3 separate regions of the Mus musculus genome follow, and regions 1 and 2 are each linked to region 3. The links are chromatin contacts, called in public Hi-C and HiChIP or PLAC-seq maps. All regions are on one chromosome and are shown on one strand. The core of a region is the stretch at or near the end of the contact, and the rest is flanking DNA. Distances in the headings are between cores, read along the strand shown. Region 1 holds the start of Glrp1 (glutamine repeat protein 1). Region 2 overlaps Trpm8 (transient receptor potential cation channel, subfamily M, member 8). Region 3 has its middle 22 kb from the start of Spp2.

The links. A called contact is a pair of places that touch in the nucleus more often than the background predicts. HiChIP or PLAC-seq counts read pairs in DNA pulled down with a chosen protein or histone mark.
Region 1: a contact with region 3 is called in a FOXA1 HiChIP or PLAC-seq map of pancreatic cancer cells. The contact joins the promoter of Glrp1 here to the enhancer-like site in region 3. A contact is called at or near these places in 1 of 39 promoter capture datasets (macrophages), 5 of 484 Hi-C or Micro-C datasets (embryonic stem cells, group 2 innate lymphoid cells and pancreatic cancer cells), 4 of 115 datasets of contacts at active chromatin or transcription factors (bone marrow-derived macrophages, embryonic stem cells, extraembryonic endoderm stem cells and 1 more) and 1 of 9 other capture datasets (adipose tissue).
Region 2: a contact with region 3 is called in a Hi-C map of pancreatic cancer cells, with 3 times the contacts expected there. The contact joins two enhancer-like sites. A contact is called at or near these places in 1 of 39 promoter capture datasets (trophoblast stem cells), 3 of 15 datasets of contacts at CTCF or cohesin (the NIH/3T3 cell line and stem cell-derived epiblast-like cells), 66 of 484 Hi-C or Micro-C datasets (the AML12 cell line, the C2C12 cell line, the C3H10T1/2 cell line and 25 more), 9 of 115 datasets of contacts at active chromatin or transcription factors (T-cell acute lymphoblastic leukemia, differentiating embryonic stem cells, embryonic fibroblasts and 5 more) and 1 of 9 other capture datasets (adipose tissue).

Annotation. Positions count from the first base shown.
Region 1 is chr1:88,508,237-88,511,889 of GRCm38.p6, reverse strand. Glrp1 (glutamine repeat protein 1) reads left to right here and starts at 1,824. Exons shown (of 3, transcript NM_008132.2): 1 at 1,824-2,099. The coding sequence starts at 2,004.
Region 2 is chr1:88,355,435-88,359,020 of GRCm38.p6, reverse strand. All of the region lies in intron 18 of Trpm8 (transient receptor potential cation channel, subfamily M, member 8), which reads right to left. Among named protein-coding and RNA genes, the nearest start is that of Gm51639, 25 kb to the right of the region's middle. Within about 2 kb of position 1,355, at least 21 of the 459 cell types and tissues checked have an H3K27ac peak or open chromatin away from gene starts, as enhancers often do. A contact at or near this core is called in pancreatic cancer cells, where this site is marked.
Region 3 is chr1:88,426,854-88,430,551 of GRCm38.p6, reverse strand. It overlaps a transcript of Spp2 not described here. Among named protein-coding and RNA genes, the nearest start is that of Spp2, 22 kb to the right of the region's middle. Within about 2 kb of position 1,996, at least 26 of the 459 cell types and tissues checked have an H3K27ac peak or open chromatin away from gene starts, as enhancers often do. A contact at or near this core is called in pancreatic cancer cells, where this site is marked.

The DNA.
Region 1 (3,653 bases), core at 575-3,074, 82 kb before region 3:
CCACCCTCCCTGGCATACCCCACTCTGTCTCCCAAAGCCTTGTTATTTGGTTCTCCACATTGCTAGTGAGGTCAGGTTTCCTCAAACCTCACCTCCCAGATCCAGTGTACTCTCAGCTCCAGGGTTTGGGGGAGCCTTGAGGTTCCTCATCTTGTTCCCCAGGTAGTTTTTCCTCCTTTCCTGCTAGGTGCTCATCAATGCTCCCTCTCTGCTGCCTTTGATGGAAGCTTCTGCAAGCTTCAGTGCCAACAGAGGTGTTGTTCCTCCCCTCAGCCAGCAATGGGGTCAAAGGATCGAATCATCCATTACTGTCGTGCAAACTTTCAGTTAGCAGAAGGCCACCCTATCCTCAAGATTCAATCCATAATTAATAGCAGCATGGACCTTCTTAGACTTGACAAACCTTGAGAATTGTTCTTTAATAAGAATGAAAGTCCTGTTCTATTTCCCCACCAGGGCAGGGGCTTCCTTCCTATTGATTGATATGTTCTTGCCTACACAGAAACTCTACCGAGTCGATAAGCATGGACAAAAGCTATATCTACTCCTCCTTACTCTAAAAAAGCAAGAAATAATATGTTTCCATGTGAAAGGGGAGGGGGCTGGAGAGATGGCTTGGAGCACTTCTTGTTCTTGCAGATGACGTGGGTTTGGCTCCTGGCACCTACATGGTGGCTGTGTTTCTGGTCATTCAAAAGCTTGGACGTCCACAGTCAGAGCATTAGCATCGTCAGGCTCTGTTGGCAGCCACATCCATCCATATAACTCCAGTTGCAGGAAGTCCAGCGCCCTCTTCTGACCTCTTCCGAGGGCCCCGGCCATGCATAGGGCACATAGACACACACAAGCAAAACCACTCACACATACAAAATAAATAAATCCTTAGAAGAAATAAAAATAAAAGGTATATAAGAATAATAAAACATAAGGAGTTTAGGCAATCTACGTTTACTATTCAAGGAAAATGGATGGTGAAACATCAAAGGCAGAAAGAAAGCTCATGTTAGAGCAGATAAGAGACAGTGTTAATGAAAAACAGAAACCATCACCAGGAACAAGTGGCAGTCTTGAGAAATACTGTCAGCTTATGTCAGCTTTGCCATCAATATAGGGAGCTGTTTTAAAACCAATAAAAAGGGCTGGGAATAGAGTTCCGTGCATAGAGTTCAATCCCCAGCGCCATGTAGACCAGACCTGCCCACACCAGACAGAGGAAGGAGGATTAGAAGTTCAAGGTTACCATGGCTACAGAGGGAGTTCAAGGCTGTCTAGGGAGACAAGAGATCCTACCTCAAAATATACAGTAACAGCACAACAAAAATAAATAATAAACAAACCTGTCATCCCACAACAACAACAAAAAAGAGGAAACTATTATAAGCAAAAAAATAAAGAAGCCATTTAATAAAAACAAGTAGACATGAAGCTGAATGTGTAAGTGTGCAGGTCCATGAGCACGTGACTGCGTGCAGATAATTAAGTGAATGTGAAAAGGAGGTCACTGAGGCTCTGCAGTGAGAGTTGTCGCCCCACTAAGAGCTGGGTGAATCTGTTCTGCAGCTTTCATGGTGAGGGCAACACCTTGTTGCTTCAGTCTACACACAATAATAGACTGTGTCCTTCCCCAAACTCCAATGTTGCTGACACAAATGTCTCTGGAGTGAGGGAGGGCCTGCGAGTGGGGATGAGGTGGGCTGACTCCTGTCTCCGGAATGGGATTGAGATTCTTGTAGAAGAGGAACCACACAGCAGCGTTTAACCCTGCTGACTCACCTTTGCTATTCAAACAGCCCTCATCATCCCATGCGCCACAGTTTGTAACTTCTAAGAAGGATGTCATCAGACCCCCGGCACAGTGGCCATGGACTTCCTGGTCTGGAGAACTGTGGGAAATGGGTTTCTATTTTTAGTAAACTACCCTCGTCTGTCCTCTTCTGTTACAGCAACAGAGACTAACTGAAACTGAAAGTTTCACCAAACGACCCCGTCTTCAAACTGGACACATGAGCAGCATATGCCTCTTCAGAGATGTTGCTATCATCAAAAGTGGAAAAAGGAGAAAGAGAAGGGCCTACTCTAGGCTGGACGGGGCCAAGGAGGTATGACAATTAAGTATGTACTGCTCCTAGATCAGGTCAGGGCTGAACACCACTACAACTGGTATGTGGACGATCAATGGATTTCATGTGCTTGCACGGTATGCAGTATTAGCCTGAAGACGTTTAATTGCTTGAGTTTTGTCGCAATTTTGGGATTTAAAAAAAAAAAAAAAAAAACCCAAAAACCAAAGTTGTATTTTAGGTGTCCTACTTAAATATTTTGAGACTAAATATTTTGGCAGTTACAATTTAAGCTCAAAAATGATTGGCCAGTGAAAAGGGGAAAAAGAGGAGGGAGGGGAGGATCGGGAAGGAGAGAGTAGGCCAGTACTCAGCTGACATCACAGACGGTTAACAATGGATGAATCTTAGGTGGAGAAAGAAATGTGTGTTCCTCAGATGGTAATTCTTGCAACTTTTCTATAGATTAAAGTATTTTTAAAATTGAAAATTATTATTTTAAAATAAATAGAAGTCCAAAGAAAGACAGATAAATGGATCAACATTGTTAAATAAATGACTGATAAACATTTAAAAATGAGAATCCCAGCTTTTAGTTACTAGGGTCAGGACTAAGAATATAAAAACAAATAGTGGCTCATTATAAAGGGCTACACGGCAAGAAAAATGAGCAACAGCGAAAGCTGAGTGTGGTCATGTGTGCCTGAAGTTCCAGCTCTTCAGAAGGGTGAGGTCAAAGGATCCAGAATCAAGCTTACAGAAGCAGCTTAGTGAGACCTCAGCTTAAAAACTAAAGAAACAAAATCAAAAGCCCAGTGGATACAGTGAGTGAGAAGAAGAATATGTCAGACAAAAGAGTGTAAACTCTGACTCCACTTACCCAAGGCCACAGAGGGGCCTGAACTCAGCAGAAGCCAAGGCCTCAGATGGGCTTCCGGGCAGAAGCCAGGGCCAGAGACCGGGCTTCAATGCACTGACAATCTTGCTCTTGTCCTGAGTCTGCCCACACTGGGAATTCCCTTCATTATAGATCCTTATTATTGATATTTGTGTTTACATGTTGCACTTCAGTAAAAATAATAAGTAGACATGACTAGGAAGCTGGGAAGATGGCTTAGTCAGTAAAGTGCTTGCTGTTCAGTTCAGAGTGCTTGTTAATCCTGGCACTGGAGAGGTGGCCATGAGTGCGTTCCTAGCAATCACTAGCCAAAAGGACAGAGACCTTGTCTCAAAAACCGAGATGCACAGATCATGGGGAATAACACCTAGGGTTGACCTCTAGCTGCATGTGTGTACACACTCACAGACGCATACACATAAACATGCATGCACATGCACACATATGCATGTATATACACATACACAAACATACATACACTAAAAACAAGAGAAGAGAAACAGGGTGAGGCCAGCAAGATGACTCAGTAGACAAAGGTCTGTTGATAACAAACCTGGAGACCTGAATCCCATCCCGGAACTCCCATGGTGGGAGAAGAGAACTGATTCCAACCAGCTATCCTCTGGCCTCCATACCTGTGCTGTGGGACACACTGTAGGACCTGAGCTTGTGGCCATACACATACACTAAATAAA
Region 2 (3,586 bases), core at 106-2,605, 71 kb after region 3:
CCATGCCTGCCTGGATGCTCCTGCTTTGATGATAATGGACTGAACTTCTGAACCTGTAAGCCAGCCCCAATTAAATGTTATCCTCACTAGAGTTGCCTTGGTCATCATGTCTGTTCTCAACAATGAAACCCTAACTAAGACAGGCTCCACACACTGGATTTTTTAAGAATGCCAACCTAGCTGTCTGATCTTTTCATTTGCCTACTTGCTCAGAATCTGGCTACTAGGAGCCTAAGGACCAGACTCCAGGGGCAGCTCAAATAGGGGACAGAAGATTCACTGAGGTGTGATTCTGATTCCCATGTTCATGTCCTTGTCTTCCCATGAACTCACCCACCAAGTCTATTTGGGACTCATATATCCTATGACCTTCTCTGCCTCTGACCCCAAAGCCTAAACTTAGGTGCCCATCCTGGGGATAGTGAGTTTCTCAGATCCACTGAAACCCTGCAATCTGGGATGTAGGATGCACAGCTTGAGTTGCCAAAGGAGGGGAACACTGCCAGATCACAGTGGAACAGTGAAGTCCCCCAGGTCTGGGCAGCCCGGGCCAGACCATGTTCCACTGTGAGGAGACAGGCGCAAGGTTAGGACCCTGGGGAGGACACAGGAGCATCCATTTATCTGGGCAGTGCTGATCCCCAGGGCAGCAAAACCCATTGCCACTCCATGCTTCGGAAGTGGCTGGCACAGGCCCTGCCCACCTGTTCTCTTTCCCATTCCCGCTGGGAGGCTGGTACACACTGATCTGTACAACCCCAGCCCAGCCTCGTCTCGCCTCAGTGACTTCAGAAGCCTGGCCATATTACAGAACCAATAGACAGAAGAGGCCTGGGCCACAAGAATGCCACTACAGGGAGAAAAGATTTCGGGTTTTTTTTGTTGTTGTTGTTGTTGTTGTTGGTGGTGGTGGTGGTGTTTTGTTTTGTTTTTAATGAAGAGACGCCTCTTGTCTAAGGGGGGAGAGTGCAGCTCTAAGCTGTGTTCCTGAAATACCAGGATGTGTTCACCATCTCTTGCACTGTGACAGCCTCAGAACTGAAGGAGCTTTCAGAGAAGGCAGGGTGGAACTTACAACACTATAAACAAACATCCACAGTGCCTGCTTAGCTCCACTAGGAGTCGGTTAACAACTGTGTCTGCACTGGGGACTGGCGAGGTCAAATTAGCTGTGAACATCCCCGCTCTGGGCAAGGGACGTCCCTCCTCACTGAGAGCATGGGTATCTGAGTCCCAGGCACAATCTAAAACAGACAATGTCCTGTTTAGGGGTTTCTCCTAACAACCATGAGTGAGTCTGGCCCATTAAGACTGCACAGGCCTGCAGAGCCTTTCCTTGAACAACCCAGGTGAGGAACTTGCAGAAACAAAGGGAAATAGCGCCCTCTAGTGACAGATTTCTCAAAGACAGGGCCTCACTGTTGTTCCAAGAAAGGCCACCTGGGTTTCTCTCTGCTCAGAAGAAAGTGAAGGCAGGATCCCTCTGTATGTCTCCTTATCTCTGGCCTCAGTAGTCCCATAACCATGGTGACCCTCAGGGGTGACTTACAAGCACATTCCTTGTCCTGTATTAAGAACACACATTCTCAACAACATGACAATAGCAGCTCTGGCTCCTGATACACACAGCAAATGAACGTCTAAAACAAATCACCCTGCTTGATGCTGCTCCCTGGACCACCAGAGCATGTGTCAGGACCTAGGGAGCTCGGCAGACTCCCTGATGGGGTCAGTACAAGAGGAGACAACCTGATCCAGGTTTCTGCATCTCTTAAGGGTCTCTTCAGTAGAAAATGCACCCAGACAGGGAAAGACCAAAGAAACCAGATTACTGCACACCGTGTATTTGCAACTCCTGCTGGGCTTTCCCTCCCTCTCCCTGCCTCTTTCCTCCCCTGTCCCTTCTACCCCTGTCCATCCAATGCTCGTGGCTTAATTCCCTATCGGCTGTGAGTCAATTGACCCTCTGGTCCAGCAGTTCTCTGAATGTCGAGAGTCCCCTGGCTCTGATTATCACACACAGAATATTCCAGCTCCACTCTACTAGTGACACATCACAAGCCAGAAGAAAACTTGGAAGTAAAGGCTGGCCACAGGGAGAGAGGCCATATGTGGAAGAGCTGTATCTCTACACTTAAGTCCTCAGCCCTCTGCTTGGGAACGTGACCTTGTTCGGAAATCAGGCCACTGCAGATGGCGCTGACAGGTCGAGATGGAGTCCTGATCCAACATGACTGTTGTCCCCAGGAAACAGAGAAATTAGGACACACCTGCACATAGGGAGGGCACCATATGGGCATGAGGCTGCGGGTCAGAGTGTCACATCCGTCAGGCACAGAGTGACAAAGATGGCCAGTAAACTTTCAGAAGCTAGGGGACAGCACAGCAGAACAGTCACTTCACAGTACTCTATGGGGTCAACCCAACCCACAACTTCACGTTGGACTTCTGCCTTCCAGAACTATAGTCAGTACACTGGTACTCCGGCCATCCTGTGTGTTTTCTTCCTCCACCTCTGCTGACGTTCCACCATCTTCCACACCACTTACCTACTAATCATAAAGACAGGCATATAGGGCACAGGTACCCAACCCCCCCCCCCCAGCCCTCACTTCCATAGCAGACATCATTAATTGATTAAGACATACTAAGAATTGACAGAGGGCCCCAGAATCCCTCGCAATCCAGGAGTCCTGGAGACTGCACATAAAAATCTACCAGAGAGAGTTGGCATGACAACATAAGCCAACTCAGTGTTCTTAGACTAGTCAGGGCAAAGGCAGTATGTTTCCCCTTCAAATCTCTTCCACCCCTGAGCCTTGTACTTTGTAATCTGTAAATACTCCATGAGTTGTATACCTAACAAATACTTGCTAAATGGGTATATTTTAAGGTTCGGGTCCAGAAGAGACAAGAGAGTGACAGATAAATCTGATAGGACTTGCTGAGACATTTTCCACCATGAGTCAGGACAGCACCTCCTTCACCAACAACAAACATTTCTTCAACATCTGCTACCTCAGTGTGATGGTTTGTAATGCTTGGCCCAGGGAGTAGCACTGTTGGGAGGTATGGTCTTATTGGAGTAGGTGTGGCCTGGTGGGTGTGGGCTTTAATACCCTTGCTCTAGCTGCTTGGGAGTCAGCCTTCCACTAGCAGCCTTCATATGAAGACGTAGAACTCTCAGATCCTCCTGCACCATGCCTAGTTGCTGCCATTTCCCACCTTGGCGATAATGGACTGAACCTCTAAACCTGTAAGCCAGCCCGTTAAATGATGTCATTTATAAAAGTTGCCTTGGTCATGGTGTCTGTTCACAGCAGTAAAACCCAAACTAAGATGCACCTGCTCTATGAGGGCTGGGGTAGAGTTTGGATTCAATGGTGAAGCAAAGATCCTAAAATATGCACATCCCAGGAAACTGATGATCAACCATTGCTGGGGACAGGCTTCTTCAGTGGAGAAATTTGCTCACAGATTGGACTTTGAGCTCCCGTGACGCAGCTTTCATGAGTCGTTTGGGTGGGCTTTTGATGATGCAGATGCTCTCTTGACATTTACCCCAGTAAACTCACCAGCTCCATAG
Region 3 (3,698 bases), core at 747-3,246:
CCTCAAGTGTGTGCATTTGAGAAATGCAGGGATCCCAGCTCATTTGCGTCTCTTACTGTCCTACCGCTCTGTGCAGATGCCTGTGTGGAGTGAGCTAACAGTGGAGACTGTAGCCACTGAGAATCCAGACATGTAACTGACTTATTCTTTTTGTCATGGGGATGAGATAACACGAGGCAGAGGAGGGTGGTGACTCTGCTCTCAAAGCTGCTGGGGTCTGATTAATCCAGTGTCTCATGAGGGCATGTTTTAGTTGTTGTTGTTGTTGCTGTTTGTTTGTTGTTTGGCTGGTTGTTGTTTTTGTTTGCAGTTCTGTTTTATTTTTAGATTATGTGTATACGTGTCTTACCCATAGATATAGTTGTGCACCACAATGTGCCTTGTGTCACATTGGCCAAAAGAGGGCATCTGGTCCACTGCAACTGGAGTTACAGAAGGTTGTGAACTATCAGCAGGTGCTGGGGATTGAACCTGAGTCTTCTAGAAGAGAGCCAGTGCTCTTAGCCACCGAGCCACCTCTCTAGCCCCATGTTGTCTGTTTTGAAATGAATGTTGGTGTTCCTCCCATGGGCAAGTTGATTCCCCATATGATGGTATTTGGAAGACAAGTTTAAATGAGGTCATGAGGCTCAGACTGGTGTCCTTATAAGAAGTGGAACCAGGGCTTGCCCTTCACTGTATGCAGTCATCTGCACGCCCTGAACTGAGCTCTCACCAGGAACCAAATTAATGACAGTGTGATCATGGCCTCCCCAGACACAGAGCCACAAAAACTACATTTCTGTAGCTTAAGCTGCTCACTCTGTGGTATCTGGTTATAGCAGCCCAGACAGAATAAGATATTTCTGGTTCTTTCCTATTCCTAAGTCATTCTGTAAGCCCCTGGGATGCACTACAACAGGAGATCATGTGCTACTTGGACTGGTGGCTGATGCTGTTACTATAGCAACCCCAGCTGGGGCCCTTGACCACACTGCACCTCTTGCAGGCTGTGCTTAGACTTCAAAGGTCACTGGGCTCTGCTCAGTGTCTAGAAATTTTATGTCCTCACCCAGATTCTCCTTTCCCTTCTCAGGCATCTAATGTAACAAGCATTAGACGGGGGAAAATGGAGGAAGAAGGGAAGGGGAGGGGAGAGGAGGAGAAGGGGAAGATAGAGTCAGTCTTGAAAACTCAGAATCAATCAGTCTAGTCAGATTTAACTCTAGCTTCATCCTGAAGGACTTGGTCTAGAACTGGGCTCCTCAGCAGCAAGGATTCAACCCTCAGAGTAATTCTCACCTCAAGACACTGACATTTCTCCTCCACAAACTCTCTCCAGTGATCAACAGCCAGCCCGTTAACCACCAAAGAAATGAGACCCACCATTGTAAGATGTGTGCAGAACTGTAAGATGCGCAATCAGAATCCCATCTTTTATTGCCAACCTGGGCACAAAAACCTCACAGGACGGAGAGTCTGAGGACATTCCCTCTAAACTTAAGGAAGACCTTGACCGACATCCAAGCCGAGGAAGCCCTCACATGGATGGGAACCAACCAGCCAGCTCTTTCCCACAAGAGTGTCCCAGGTGACATAGGGACAATATGGTGCATGCCATGTTGTCAACAGGCCAGGCCACACTGAGACATTCCAGGGATGGAACATGAGGGAAGCATTAACCTCTGAGCGACTTTTCATTCCCAGACGTGAAATGACAAGAGAGTAAACACAGCCCCACAGGGCTGTGTGCAGCAGATTCCCAGGACCTCTATAGAAGGCAACAGCTTGATGTGGCTGCTGATTCTGGGGGGAACGGGGGCGGGGAGGGGGAGAAGATCACTTCTGGCAGGTGACTCCCACACACCTGCCTCTGGAGAGAAGCCAGAATTTTTCTGCTGGAAGCCCGATGGTGGCACAATGACATTCTTGTAGCAAGGGTTGTCACTGTTTGTCTTGCTCTGTGGTTTCCACTGAGGTCAGAGTCAAAAGAGAGAGTCCTAGCACTGACTGCATTCCTCAGCCCCACCCCTGAGAACAGCTAAGGGGCTGGCTTGTTTAATCGAAAATACCTCACATCATTCTGAAGGGCCGTGATCACATCAGCTCTTGCAAACAACCTTGGCCGGGGACTCTCGGAGTCTATGAATCTCACCAGCTCAGTCCATCTTCCTAATGTCTCCACTGACGGCAGCAGCTGGCGAACCCAGTTTCTCCATCAACCGTGTTGATATTTTAGCTTGCTGGTGAATACTTGCAGAAAAGCTACCCTCTAAGAAGGCCTGGGCTACACTGCTGTGCATCTAGGCATGCTCAGTGCGGGTGCTGGCTCTCACTCTCCCAAGGAACAGACAGACTCACAATGACAGTTCACACCTGCCTCCGGCTTGCTCCAGTACCAATGACAATTGCGGAGCAAGGGCCACCCATTTCACACCTATGTATGTTTGCTGCTGTCTTCTCCAGAGGAATGTGGAAGAAATGTGCAGTAAATTCAAAGACTGGGAAATTACATAATTATGTAGATTCATAACAAAATTGTGTGTAAATTTTAGCCTATTTTGACCATAAGGGAAATCACAGCTGCCCTGCAGAGATGTCTACAGATAAGGACTCTGGTGGGCCCAGAGTGTGGGAGTTTACCAAGGTAGAGGGAGTGATTGGATTCAACTATAAAGGCAGAAGAGAGTTTATGTTTTATGAATGTTGGTTAAACATGTATCTTTAGAATATCTTCATCTCCTCCAGACCAGCGCCATTCCCCAACACGTTTTAATTCTTCAGTCTTCAGTACAACGTGTCTGTGTCTGAAACAAATACCATGACAGGATACAAGCAGGAGCCAAACCTGAAACACATTCAGTAAGTGCCAGGTAGCTGCATATAAGAAGCATTCTGTATAGCATCTTGACTTGCTGTCATTTTCAGAAGGCTGGCACAAGCAACTCTGTGAGAGTAGGTCTCACCACGAAGCTGAAGCTGGTCTCAAACTTAGAGTTCTCCTGTTTTAGCTTCTCAAGGGTCACCAACAAGCACTGCTGTGCCAACATGCTAAACTCTTAATGGGAGAACGGATGCCATCTCACAGTTTTACAGGCACACACATGTGCACACACACGCACACACACACACACACACACACACACACGACTCACACCAAACCACAAATGATGTCCAAAGGAGGCAGATTTGGGGATGAGCCCTATTCCCTAGGCGGGTTTGTTGGGAATGCCCACTTTGGAGGATATTTCATTCTGTAGCTAATTTATTAGACTAAGAAATCTAAAGGAATGCAGTAGTAGTATGTGGTGCTCCTATAGGCACAGTGGTCGATTGCAATGAGTCTTACTCTTTAGCCACTTAATCAATTTTTTTCTTAGTTAAAATCCATAAGCGCACAGAAGGCAGCGGAAGATCCTAGGTACCCTGCTCCCTCACTCCCTGCCTTATTTCCTTGAGAAGCATCTCTTGCTGAACCCAAAGCTCTATAGGCATGTGTGGCCATACCTAGCCTTGGTTTTATTTATTTATTTTTTTAAATAGATGAGATCTAGGGATTCAAACTCAGGTTCCTATGGGCATTGATCAATCCCACCCACTGAGCCGTCTCCCCAGTCCACTAAACTATTCTTGGAACAGTTCTATGTGTACAGAAACACAGGACAGTGTACAAAGTAACCTGTTCTCCCACCAAAGATGTTCTCTGTTATTAGCAGATT